Regions from separate parts of the Zea mays genome. Here region 1 is linked to region 2. Evidence: chromatin contacts called from public Hi-C data. All regions are on one chromosome and are shown on one strand. The core of a region is the stretch at or near the end of the contact, and the rest is flanking DNA. Distances in the headings are between cores, read along the strand shown.

Evidence for each region. Hi-C and Micro-C count contacts between places; a contact is called where the count stands out from the background.
Region 1: a contact with region 2 is called in a Hi-C map of leaf, with 3 times the contacts expected there. The contact joins the promoter of LOC103648291 here to the promoter of LOC100283628 in region 2. A contact is called at or near these places in 2 of 25 Hi-C or Micro-C datasets (leaf and tassel).

Annotation. Positions count from the first base shown.
Region 1 is chr2:242,187,675-242,193,972 of Zm-B73-REFERENCE-NAM-5.0, reverse strand. It overlaps LOC103648291, which reads left to right and starts at 3,063. Exons shown (of 9, transcript XM_035965601.1): 1 at 3,063-3,284; 2 at 4,521-4,659; 3 at 4,740-5,118; 4 at 5,304-6,298. The coding sequence starts at 5,728. It overlaps LOC103648290, which reads right to left and starts at 1,874. Exons shown (of 5, transcript XM_035965603.1): 1 at 710-1,874; 2 at 1-466. The coding sequence starts at 805.
Region 2 is chr2:241,927,001-241,933,894 of Zm-B73-REFERENCE-NAM-5.0, reverse strand. LOC100283628 reads right to left here and starts at 4,523. Exons shown (of 5, transcript NM_001156529.2): 1 at 4,202-4,523; 2 at 3,943-4,076; 3 at 3,449-3,842; 4 at 3,227-3,303; 5 at 2,541-3,052. The coding sequence starts at 4,412. The coding sequence ends at 2,831. It overlaps LOC100272789, which reads left to right. Exons shown (of 5, transcript NM_001147242.2): 5 at 1-72.

The sequences.
Region 1 (6,298 bases), core at 1,814-4,313, 260 kb before region 2:
AAACTAGAGAGCCATTAGAATCAGATCCATTAGTTATTTGGCTGACATATATTTGGAAAAGAAGAAACAAAATAAGCTGTTCCTTTTGTTGATTGTTGCCATTGAGACAATAAGATGTAATAGAGTCCGCAGAACAAAAGAGGAGATACAGGGATGAGGCCCAAATGGGATACATGCTGCTCTTTACTGCAGATGAGTACATTGAACCAAGTGTGTATGATATCAGGGACGAGGACAAAGTGTATGCAACCATGAAACCATTCTGTACAAACGAGTTTCTGCTCCGGCGGCGCAAGGGCCCAAAGGTGGTCATGAACAACAGGCTGATGGCAGACAATACGACAAGTACCTCATTGCGGATCACTGTTGCCCTAGAAGTGCTCCAAAGGTACTTTGCACAAGCTGATAAGCTATGCATATCCCTGAGATCATGATGATCCTTAGCCTTCAAAGCGATGCAATAGGCCTGCAATGGGTGGATGTGCGGTAAGGTAATACACAACTACACAAGCTCCTATAAACCAAAATGATGGGGCAGTGGGGCATAAGCAAGCACAAGAAGAGATTTAAATTCTGAAACTCTAGCAAGAGCAACCATGGCAAGAAAGCATCAATTATTGCAGGAGAACATAATCGTTTTTTTTTATTTTTAATTTCATAGAGGGCAAACAAGAGATGTAATTCCCTTTGGTCAGTCGAAGCTTCATACCGTGTAGTTAGCCATCCCCTGGATGGATCGACGAACTGATATCCCTTCCTCCCTCCCCCTAAAGCCTAAGTGTGCTCCAGATAAGGCAGATGACATGTGCCCTCTGGCTTCGTAAAGGACACACTTTATACAAGCACCTAGTGCAGCAGACACACAAAGTCAAGTCAGCTGCTCCAAGGGTATGCCAAGACGATAGGGATGTGCCTTTGTACCATTCACCTAGAAAGCAAGATTTTCGTTGTTTAGTTTTGGCACCATTGTGTGGAAATAAGAAAGGAATTATCAAATAAAACTCAATTGATTAATCAGTAGAGAAATACTAGCAAACTAAACTCCTATTTGAATCCTAGCAAGTCTAGATTGGGCAGATCTATTCGGTGAAACTGACCACGACAAGTCGACAACCTTGGAGCCAGCGACTATTACCGACACTCAAGTTGATTACTCGAATTGTCATCATGTCTACATGTCTAGTAATTCAGGAGAAGCTTCCTGCATCACTGAATCTGAATCCATCTACATCACTGTTGTGTTGCTCCCCTGTCGTCGACTGGGCTGGGCGTATCCGTCGGGGAGACGGGGACAGCGTGCAGGACGTGGGCAGCTTAGCTCCACCCGCACAGGCAAAGAGATAACCGATGCAAATCCAGAAAGGCTGCGATTTTTCCGCCATGGAATGGAAGCAGCCAAAGAAGCGGCATTCCAAACAGAAACAGGACAGACAGCAATCGAGGGGTGAGTTGGGTGTTCGCTCGGGAGGAGTGAGGGCTTTGGAGTCTGGACCAGCAGCGGGAGGGCATGGCGGCGGCGGCGTGCATGGAGGCAGCCTTGGACGATGAGAGGGGGGCGGCGGCGACCGGCGAGAAGGAGCGACGGGCTGCGCCCTCCGGATGGATGTGAGGCTTTGCCGGGGCTGGGCTAGTGGGCTGAGTCATACAAAAGGCCGAATTTCTTACTCAAATGGCCTGCTCTAGCCTAATGCAGTGACCCAGTTACGTACTCCCTCGACTATACAAAAAGGGAATAGTGCCTCCTACAAAAAAACTAGCATCCGAACAAGCAAGCAAGGAACTCTTATGTATTGTCATCATTGTCAAAATTTATTTCGTTGCCTAGTAATAATCATTTATTGCCTGTTTTCTTAAGCTATATAATTTATTGCGTCAATAATCATGCCTTTGTTGTGTTGTTTTTTTGTTTCATCATGTGGGTGCGTGCATTGTTTGCCTCTTGAACCACACGAAAGGGCCATGTATAAGTCAGCGTCTGTAGTAGACAGACAGCAGGCTAACAGAACATGCATGCATGTTCAGATCATCACCATAATACGTACTCATACTACTGTATTATATTGTATTGTATTGTATTAATATTGTATTGTATTATTACGAGATGTTAATCAGATTCCCTTGGTCGCTGGACAAGTTGATCGTACATGCATAGATCAGGGGTGGTTATATATAAAGTAGCTTATTAGAGCAGTGCATGGAGAGGAACCAGCTAGCCAGCAAAAGCAGGCAAAGAAACGAGATATATAGAGAGATACGATGGCTGTAGGTAATAAGGCTGTGGCGGCTGTGGTTATGGTCGTGACGATCCTGTCATCGGCGGCCGCCGTCCATCTGGCTCCGCCCACGCCCACGGCGGTGATCAGAAAGCTTCTGCAGCAGGAGGAGGACGACTGCTTGCCACCCATGATTATTGGCAGTTGCTGCACCGGATGCGGTCTTTTCCCTTTTCATGGTCCTGTAGGACGCTGCTGTGATCCTGATAACAACGTCTGCACGCTGGTGCCCGGCGATGGCAGCGATTTCGAAGCTTGCGTGCCTCGTGATATGTGCGCAGGAATCACATGCTAGTAGCTAGCTAGCTTAATTTAGCTGCTCTTTTAATTCCCTGTTCCTTTTGGCTTTTGCTTGCATCTTGACTTGAATGATGTGTACTCGGGATCTAGCTACTAGATGCTATGATCTTCGATTGTTGTTTCATTTACAAAAATTAATATAAGCTTCCTTTTATATATACTCGATCATTAGATTTAAAAATGCATGCACATCTTGTGATTCGACTAGCTCTTTATAGCAATTGTTAGGAGAATGAATACTTAGACTTGGGGTCTCTTTGTTTCAGCAGTAAATTTCTGAAAATCTGGCACCACACAAGAATAAATTCCATCCCACCTCCAATCCAAGAAAAATGTTTGCTCAGAGAATCCGGCACCACCATTTCACTGAAAACGACTCCGCGCTTGCCGTTTAGCTCAGGAGACTAAACGTCATGTGCCAGATTCGCCACTGCTTGCTAGGATCCATCCAGTGGGAACCATTTTTCTATAGAAGAAGATAGGGACGTTTCTACAAACAAAGTAGCTTCGCCCCTGTGCTTGCTATAGGATCCAAATAACACCCTTGGAGCAGCTGACTTGACTTTGTGTCTGCTGCAGTAGGCGCTTGTATAAAGTGTGTCCTTTACGAAGCCAGAGAGCACATTGCTATCTGGAGCACACAGGGCTTTAGGAGGTAGGTAGGAAGGGAGATCAGTTCGTCGACCCATCCCGGGGATGGCTAACTGCACGGTATGTAGCTGTGACTGACCAGAGGAAATTACATCTCGATCTTGTTTGCCCTCTAAGAAAAAGAAACGATTATGTTCTTCTGCAATAATTGATCGTGATGAGGGAAGCTGCTTTCTTGCTACAGTTTCGGAATTTAAATTTCTTCTTGTGCTTGCATATGCCTCTTTCTTGAAACTACCGTTTCCTGTGTTTCTTTCTCTTGAATGAAACGACGCCATTCAGTTCTGTAACTGTGTTACAGAAGTGTGTGATAGCTCTGTCTGTGAGACCACCAACTCTATTGTTTGGAACATGTCTATCTTTGATAGGAGTTAATACTGAAGCTAGGTGGTTTAAAACATTGCTCCAGACCTTTTTTTACTCATGAAGTTAAACATGCGGTCCATTTTGTTCTGCAGTGTTCATTTGATTATATATCAAACGTTGGGGTAGCATTGGCATTCTGTCTGATGAGCTCTAAAACACAAAATCAAATATGCACCGTTCGAGAGTGAAACCCTAACCCTAATTAGGCAGGAGATATATTAATATATGGCAAAGTATATGGGCCAAGGCCCATGTAACGCACATAATACACTAACATCCCTGCAGTCACAACTCTATTTTGTACAAATATGAGACTAGATCGAAACTCTGACAACAATATGGATGGGAGCCCCTCAGTAAAGATGTCGGCAAACTACGAATTTGTCGGGACACGCAGAGCACGGACATTGTCGACAGTGGCACGCTCGAGGACAAAGTGGAGGTCCATCTCCACATGCTTCGTGCGCCGGTGCTGCATATGATTGGTGAAGAGGTAGAATACGTGAAAATTACCTAGAAGGGGTGAATAGGCGAAATACAAAATTTACAAATTTAAGCACAACTTCAAACCCCGAGGTAGCGTTAGACACTACACCAAAAACATACACTTCCTACGGTTTTTTAACTTCCTACAGCTTTTATAACAAACCGTAGGAAATAAATAACTTCCGAAAGGCAACTGGTAGCTTTTATTCGTCGATATTGCAGTCTTGTAGTGGCTCCAGACTTTGGGTACCTCTGTGACACAAACAAAGATAGTGTTCACGCACAACGTATCCGCAAGGTACATGTGAAACCTGCAGCTATCAAGATACCAGTAGAAATAAAGAAGGCAGTTGTCCATTCCCTCCAGCGCACACAGGGTGTCCTAGCGAATGGAGAGTCGTCGTTAGTGTGCAATGAGGTGCCTGACCTCTTGTGGGCTTGCAGGCACAATATGCTCCTCTCAGACCCAGCAGGCACCAATTGCTACCTGGACAAGGAGAATCAGACACACATTGGAATGTCTTTCTCCTAGAGTTGGAGGAGCACTCAAGTCGCACCTTGACGTCGCCACCATACTGTCCAAGTACTGTGCGTACCTGGTGGTCTCAGCACCAAAGTTGCTTCCTGGGAACCACTATGACTCTAGCCTTGTGTTTGATGCAGTCGCAGTGGAGGCCGCGCAGTTTCTGCGGGGAGTGGAAGACGGGTATGAAGCCTTGAGAAGCTTGCCTGAATCAACAGAAACAGAATTATCCATCCTCCGGAGGGGGGTGAAGCTGGCGAGGCAGCTCGAGGAGATGGAGTGTGACAGGTGTTGGAAGGTGCTCGCGGATTTCTGGTCAGAGATGTTGCTCTACATCGCGCCATCGGAGAATGTGAAGGAGCACATCGAGGCACTGGCAAATGGAGGGGAGTTCATAACACACTGGTGGGCGTTGCTCACCCACGCTGGCATTCTAGATAGGAATGTCCACAGTGCGTGACATAGAAAATCCATCTACAAACTCAGGCCACAAATCAACAGCCAATGGGAATATCTGAGGTATCATATATAGATCGATACATTATTTGTGTGTTCTCATGTATTTATATATACTCCCTCCATCTTGAAGTATATATATGGTATCCAAGTAATTTTATGACATATTATATTGGAAACACAAATGCTCCATACAACTGTCTTGTTATCATATTTAGGTTGGTGATATACATTATATTAATGTTCAGAAACCTTCACGTTAGAGAGAGATGCAAGCAGCAAACCGCGGCTTCGGAGACGAGGAGAAGAGCAGGGTAGGGTAGGTGTGCTTGTGACAAGAGCTGAAGGCTGCAATGCACATGCTCTCTGCTGAAGCAGCAAACCGCGGCGAGGTAGCAGGGATATGGTGGCTTCAGTCGGCGGCGATGGTTGGGTCGTCTGCAGGAGATTACGACATGGTCGATCGTCTAAGGTAAGTACTCCCGTTCGTGTTGCAGGCAGTTCTGCGTCTTCGTCAGGGCTTCGGCCTTGGATCGCTTCCAAACAGTGGATCGTCGGGCTTTGCGTGGTCGGGGCCCCAGACTTGATCGTGGTCGCGGCTCATGGCGTGGCCGTGGTGGGCGCTTTGGTGGGCGCTCGTTTCTGGAATCTGATAGAAGAGTCATCCGAGACATGCCTGAATCGAGCAGAGGGGTCGTGTCATCCAATGCTTTTGATGAAGATGCTAAAAAGAGAGCAGCAGACACAGTAGATGACGGCGCCCTGGCTGATGGCAAGGGCAAGAAACGCCGTGAGGATCTCTGCTGTGAGATTTGTGAGGGAGACCATGTGCCGCTTGACTGTCAGGTATACAATGGTCCTAAACCCCATGCCATTCTTTGCGGTTTTGGGAGTGGTGAATCTGGGTTCTTTCAAATTCCCAACTTTGGTTCAAAGGGGTTGATCCCGCTGAAAGAAAGTTCAACTGCTTTTATCACTGCCAAGGAAGGCACCATTACGGCAGAGTTAGTAAAGTCTGAGTTGGCTCGTCTCATTCCGGTGAGATGGACTTGGGCTGTCCAAAGTCATGCGAATGGTTTCGTTGTACCTTTTCCGTCCAAAGTCGAATTACAACGGATGGTGGCCATGAAATTTGTTCATGCTGTAGATGGTAAAAGCATAATGGTCATTCAAGAACTTGAGCAGAAAATAGAGCCCGTTCAACATTTGGAAAAGGCTTGGGTCAATATCTACGGAGTGCCGT
Region 2 (6,894 bases), core at 3,274-5,773:
CTGACTTGTGTCGTCCAATCCTGTCGTGTACGCATAAATGCATTGCTGAATAATTCACCTGATTTTTGCACTTAATGTCTCTTGTGATGTGGTAACTCAGTCCTTGAGCCATAATTATGATTATGTTTTCATGTATACTCCCTCTGTCTAAAATTAAAATTCGTTTTAGTTCATTACTAGATTCATACAATACTTAACATATGTGTTTTAAATATATTTATTTAGGTTCATCTTCATCCATTTAAATATGGACATAAAAAACAAGAGCTAAAATGACTACTATTTTGAGACTGAGGAAGTATGTTTTACCCAATGATTACTGGGTGCTAGAATTGTTCCCATTTTCTTTTAGGGTTCGTTTGGTGGACATGGAAATAGAGGGTAGATCCCCTCTATTTCCTTGTCCACTAAGAGGAACATGTTCTCATATACTTACTCTATTTTTTTTATATTTGACGTGTTTTAGATAAAAATGAACTAGCAGCTGACCAATATTCGAGAACGAATGTAGTATTATATTTTTATCTAAATCATTTTTAAGAGGAACTTTTTTTTAAATCGGATGCTAACCATCTTATAGTCGTGATAACGCTCAGTAGCATTCATGTCCAGCATCAGAGGCTCTATCTTTATGTTCGATAGCTTTCATGAGCTCTCTTACACTCTTTATATTTATCTACTATCATAGAGTTTGTCAATCGTTATACTTAAGGTGCTGTTTGGTTCAAACGTTGTTAAGGAAATGGTAATGTGATCTCTTATCAGTGATAAGGTTACTAGTTATAATTGGATTAGATAGTAGTACATAGTATTACTAAAAAGAGCTCAACCAAACAAAACTATTAATATCCATTACCCTAAGTAATCCGTTTATGTTACATTTCGGCAAACCAAACACCATCTAAGATGCAGCATACTGCTACCGTATTATCCTTAGGGACCATTTGGATCTATTCATTCTAGAGGAATTATAATTTATATAATAAAATAGTCTATTTAGCTTGGAATTTGGCATTCCAACACTTTCCAAAACTCAGATATAAGACTATCTTAGATTCATGGGTGAAGTATGAGAAATAATTCTTTGTACCGAAATATGTTTCTACTCTGCAAGACTGCAATTTATAAGGCGCTCTTCGCTTGTAGCATATAAATATCTTTCAAATATTGCTAATAATAGTGCAAATATATTTCATATAAACCATATTAGCTTAATTAATGTTTGCCTAATAAGGAACCAAACGGCTCATTATTGAATTATGTATGTTTTTTTTCATTAATTAGAGGACCAAGACCTTCACAAGAGGCTTAAGAACCATATATTTGTGCAGCGGCGTGTGCTTGTTAGTCGCAGGGTTTTCTTTCTCGTCGGGGAACACTGAAATTTGGTGAAATTTTCCGTTTTCACTGCTGACCGAGATGTGAATTTGTTCTGGTTTTTTTTTAATAAATTTCGGTTCCAAATTCAAAAGTCAAACTTTGGTAAAAAAACGAAATGGTGAACACTGGTCAGTAGGAGGGAAATAAGGAAGAAAATGACGAGTGGCTCCATGTGTCAGTGAGAGAGGAGACTTGGTCGAGTGAACCGTGAATGACATGTGGTGTCCATTCGTATTCGTACACAGAAGCTTTGTAGCTGCTCATATCTCACAACAACTAGCTGTTGTTTTTTTTTAAAAAAAAGTTATAGCTTGACTAGACAAACTTTAAATGATCATGCGAGGAACTATACCTAACAACATAACATAAGTTGTCCAAGGACTGATGAGACGCTAATGCATGGACCGAGCCGCCTTTCACTCTTTCTCTCTCTTATCTTCTCTCTTTCAGGGTGAGTGACAGACACACAGAGACAGAGACAAGTTCAAAGTAGGCGCACGCTGAAGGAGACAGAAGAATGCCTGGAGAATATCCTCCTCCGGCTCCGCTGTGGATAAGAGCACGCAGGCAGGACCCAGTTGCCACTACACAAAGATTACTCTGACCGCCAGCCAGCGATAGGGACGCCGGAGTTGTTAATGCCGCCACCCCCGGCAGCGTGCACTGCATGCAGGCTTGCCGCTTGCAGCACGGGGGAGTCGCAGAGGAAGGAGGCCTGCATCTGCATGCCAAGAACGCCCGCCGTCGGCAACGGTGAGGTTCTTGGCGTGCGACTGTGCGGACGGTTGGGGGCAGCAGATGAACAGAAAGGCTGCTGCCGTGCCCGTGTCTTCTTTAGCATTCTGCTGTCAGTTCAGTTCAGCAGATGAAGGAGGCCTGCATGCTGCTACTGGTACAGACTACAGAGTACAGTACAGAAACGTGCTGTTGATGATGGGGAACAGGATAATGAACGACATGTTGGTTGGTTAATCGTTATCAGGATTTCAGCCTGGACCACCCGGCCCCAAGTTCCGAGGACAGCATCCAAAGTTTCTATTCAATGCTAGAACTCTGCAACATTTCAGCAGCTGGACTGTTCATTCGGTGACCAACAGCAAAAACATTTTTTTTATTACTACTGCTGCACATGCAAAATCTTAAATGGACTGTTCATTCCTCGACACACATTTTATTCAACGAAAAGAAGAACTGAAGATGGTGACAAAAAAGCCCGAAACATGGATTAGCCGCAAAACTGTATCATCTCATCTCTTTGGGATGTACAAACCCGAAGCATCAGTTTGGTCTCGAGCGCTCAAGGCCCGATCTCCCTCACTCCCTGTATGTAATGTAATGTAACTATGTATGTGTACAGACAGCTACACTACTCTCAGTTTCCCTCCTGATGATTCCCGTTCCTGAGGCTGCAGCTCCCCTCTCAGCAGCAGCAGCAGCAGCAGCCTCTCCATCATTTCCAGCCATAGCTCTCGGACCGTCCGTCTTCCTCCTCGCAGCTGACGGTGGCCGCCGACGAGACTGCGATGCCTGAGGTGGAGAAGTGGAGCGGGCCGTGGGGAGACCCGGACTGCGAGCTGCTTTGCTCCTGCGGAATCCACAGCCCTCCCACCAGCACGATGGGCTGGCTCACCACGCCGGACCCTGGCGCCCTCCGGTTGTGCAGCCGGTATTTCTGAAGAACCAACACCATCATCAGACAGATCCATGTCAGCATCCTCTTTTTTTTTTATTTATTTCACAACAAATTAAACAAGGGCAGTGAATTGAATCGTCATCTCCCGGAGATGAGAATGAGATGGATGCATGTCATGTCATGTCAAGGGGAAGCTGCTGCTGGATTGCTAACCTGAAGGTGGCTTTTCACTTCGTCGTTTGTGAGGCCGTCCACCTTCATCAGCTCCCTGATCTGCTTTGGGGTGGCAACTGCAGTGCAGACAATCAGACATGAATGAACTCGTTAATTCCAACTCTACGTATCTAATACGGCAGGCAAGCAAGTAGGTAAGAACACGCTGCAGGCCGCCCAAAACCGGCAAGAAATAATTTGCATCTGAAGAGCAAGGCTCACCTTGGGGGCCACCGAGCTGGTTCAAGGCGGCGACGAACTGGCGATGCAGCTCCGTGGACCAGCAACGCCGAGCCTTCCTCGCCTGCTGCGACGGGGACTGGACGCCAACGCTAAGCGAAGGGGCAGCTGGCGCCGTGGCGGCGGCCGCCCTCGTCGCCGCCTGCGCAAACCCCACCACCTGGCGTCGGCTCTCCTCGGCGGCGCTCTTGGTCGCCGGCGGCGACAGCAAGCACAGGTCGGGCATCCCGGCGCGCGCGGCGGCCTTGTCGTCCATTCTCAAGCCGAGCGGCGCGAACGCCGGCGCGCCGGAGCCCACGGCAGCCTTGAGCGGCAAGAAAGCGCCGCCGGCGGCGCGAGACCTGGCCTCAGGCGAGCTCCTCTCCTTGTCTTGCTTCTGCGATCGCAAAGCTCCAAACTTTTAGTCCGCCGCCCACCACCGTCCACCAACGTGCTCAGAGTTCACGGATCGAAACGACGCCCGAATCGTGCCGTACCTCTGGTTCCGCGTCCTCGCGGCCGCAATCGCCCGTCCAGAGCTGCGCCGTGCTCATCCACTTGCTCTTGTCCCCGGCGGCGCCGTCCTCCTCCGCCACCGCCTTCCCCGCTTCCTCCTTCATCACATCGATCACTGCGCACACGCCAACGCATCGCCGCATAAAAAAAACGCATCCCAAAAATGGAAAAAGAAGCAAGAGGAAAATGAATCACAGGTGGGGAAAGAATAGGGGAAGAGGTAGGTGCGTGCGTGCTCACCGTCTGCGAGGAGGCGCGCGCAGAGCGGCAGCTCCCGCTTGAACATCTCGATCTTGCCCCGCTCCTCCTCGAGGCGGCGGATGCAGGCGTCCATGTCCGGCGCCGGCGCCGGCGCGTAGTCCTTGCTCTGCCGCACGGCCTTGGAGGCGAAGTGCCTCAGATCCAGGCTCAAATCGGCGCCCATCCCGATCTCCACGACGTCCAGCCCCATCGTCGCGATGAATCTGTCTACGGTGTCCTGTGTGCTGTGCCGGAAGGAACAAGTGCGCGGGCGGCGGATGGGAACTGCCAGAGGTCGTGGAAGGTGAGCTCCATTTATAGCAGACGAGGGAAAAAACTGGAGACGAGGGAGGAGTGATAGAATCTCGCAGCCAACAAGGACGAGTTTTCACGTCCATGGAATATTTGCACTAAAGCCCCTTATGTCTGTTGTATATTGTAAATTTACTGCTATATCTACTCTTACGTATGTGTTTTGTAGGATATTTTCAATTTAGTATTACTTCTGTTCTCGAATATTTGTCGCTCACTAGTTCATTTTTGAACTAAACAACGATAAATAAAAAAGAACTGAAGGAGTAGTACATTTGCTCTTATGTGTAATAAAGGTTGGATAACATTTCTTAAACAAGTCAGATGACGTTTTAGCTTGATTTCGGGTTTGGTTTCTTCTTAAAACCTAGATCAAGCTTGGTTCCATTTTACTCCTAATTTAAAACTATGACGAAGCTTCTACCATTGTTTTCAGAAAAACAACCCTTTACAGATTTAGTACATTATTTGTCACATAGGAAGACCCCTTGCGTTTGTAATATATTTTAATTTTAGTGCTATATACTTGTTCTTGTAATAAAGGTTTTGCTAACATTTCATAAACGAGTCTTAAGATGCATTGATGGCCTGGTTATGGGGATCAAATTCATCTCAAAATATGGATCAAGCTTGGTTTTTTTACTTCAAATCAACAAACTATGACAGAGCTCCTACCATTGTTTTTGGAAAAATAATCTTTTAAAGATTTATCGTATAGGGAAACACCTTGTGTTTGTAGAATATTTTAATTTAGTACTGATTCTACTCTTGTAATAAAAGTTTAGCTAACATTTTCATAAACAAGTCCAATGGCATATTAGACTGTTTTCGGGCTTGGTTTCGTCTCAAAACCTGTATCAAACTTGGTTCTTTTTTACTCATATTAAAAATCTACCACGAAGCTTTTGTCATAGTTTTGGAAAAAAACAATCTTTTGCAGAATTAGTACATAATTTGTTGTATAGGGAAACCTCTCGGGTTTCTAGGATATTTTTTAATTCAACACTATATTTTCTCTTGTAACGAAGGTTTAGCTACTAGAATTTTCGTACAGGGAAACACCTTGTGTTTGTAGAATATTTTAATTTAGTACTAAATCTACTCTTGTAATAAAAGTTCAGCTAAAATTTTCATAAACAAGTCCAATGGTGTACTAGTCGGTTTTCGAGCTCGGTTTCATCTCAAAACCTGGATCTTGGTTTTTTTACCAAAATAAAAATATAGCATGAACCTTTTGTCATATTTTTGGAAAAGAACAATCTTATAATTAGTACATAACTTGTTGTATAGGGAAACCTCTTGCGTTTCTAGGATATTTTTAATTCTGTACTATATTTCCTTCTGTAACAAAAGTTTAGCTAAAATTTTGTAGGCAAGTCCAATGTTAGATATTTCTTAGGCTCAAATTTTTCTAAAAATTACCTCAAACTTAGTTCTTTTTACTCCTAATAAAATAAAATAAAGATTAAGCTTGGTTCTTTTTTACTCCTAATAAAAAAATTCCATCTTGGTTTCTTCTCAAAACTTAGATCAAGCTAGGTTCCATTTAACTCTAATAAAAAACTAGCTACGATGAAGTTTATACCATTGTTTTTAAAAAATAGCCCTTTAGAAATTTAGTACATTACTTGTCATGTACGAAGACCCCTTATGTTTGTAGGATATTTTTAATTTAGTGCCATATACTTTATATTGTAATAAAAGTTTTGCTAACACTTGATAAACAAGTTTTAAGATGTATTGCCTGGTTTTCGGGCTCCGATCCATCTCAAAACCTGGATCATGCATGGTTCTTTTTTCACTCTTAATAAAACAAAGCTTCTGACACCATTTTGAAAAAACAACCTCTTGATATTTATCATACAAGAAAATATCTTGTGTTTGTAGAATATTTTAATTTAGTACTAAATCTACTCTTGTGATAAACAAAGTCCAAAGACGTATTAGCTGGTTTCCGGGGTCGGTTTCGTCTCAAAATCTGGATGAAACTTGGTTCTTTTTTTACTCATAATAAAACCTACATGAAGCTTTTGTCTTCATTTTAGGAAAAAAGAACAATCTTTTACAGAATTAGTCCATAATTTGTTGTATAGGGAAACCTATTGTGTTTCTAGGATAATTTAAATCTAGTACTGTATTTTCTCTTGTAATAAAGGTTTGGCTAATTTTTTTATAAACATTTCCAGTGACATATATATTAGCCGTTTCTTAGGAAAATTTCAAATCAAGAAGGTCAAATTTGATGTAATGGTATTTAGTTCGTGTTTGGTAGAGGTCATCATGCCCCTTCTATGAAGTAATTGGAAGTGACACTATATATTTAGTTTCTTATATATATGTCGTAGCAATATGCATGGTCAAGTATCTAAATATTAATTCGT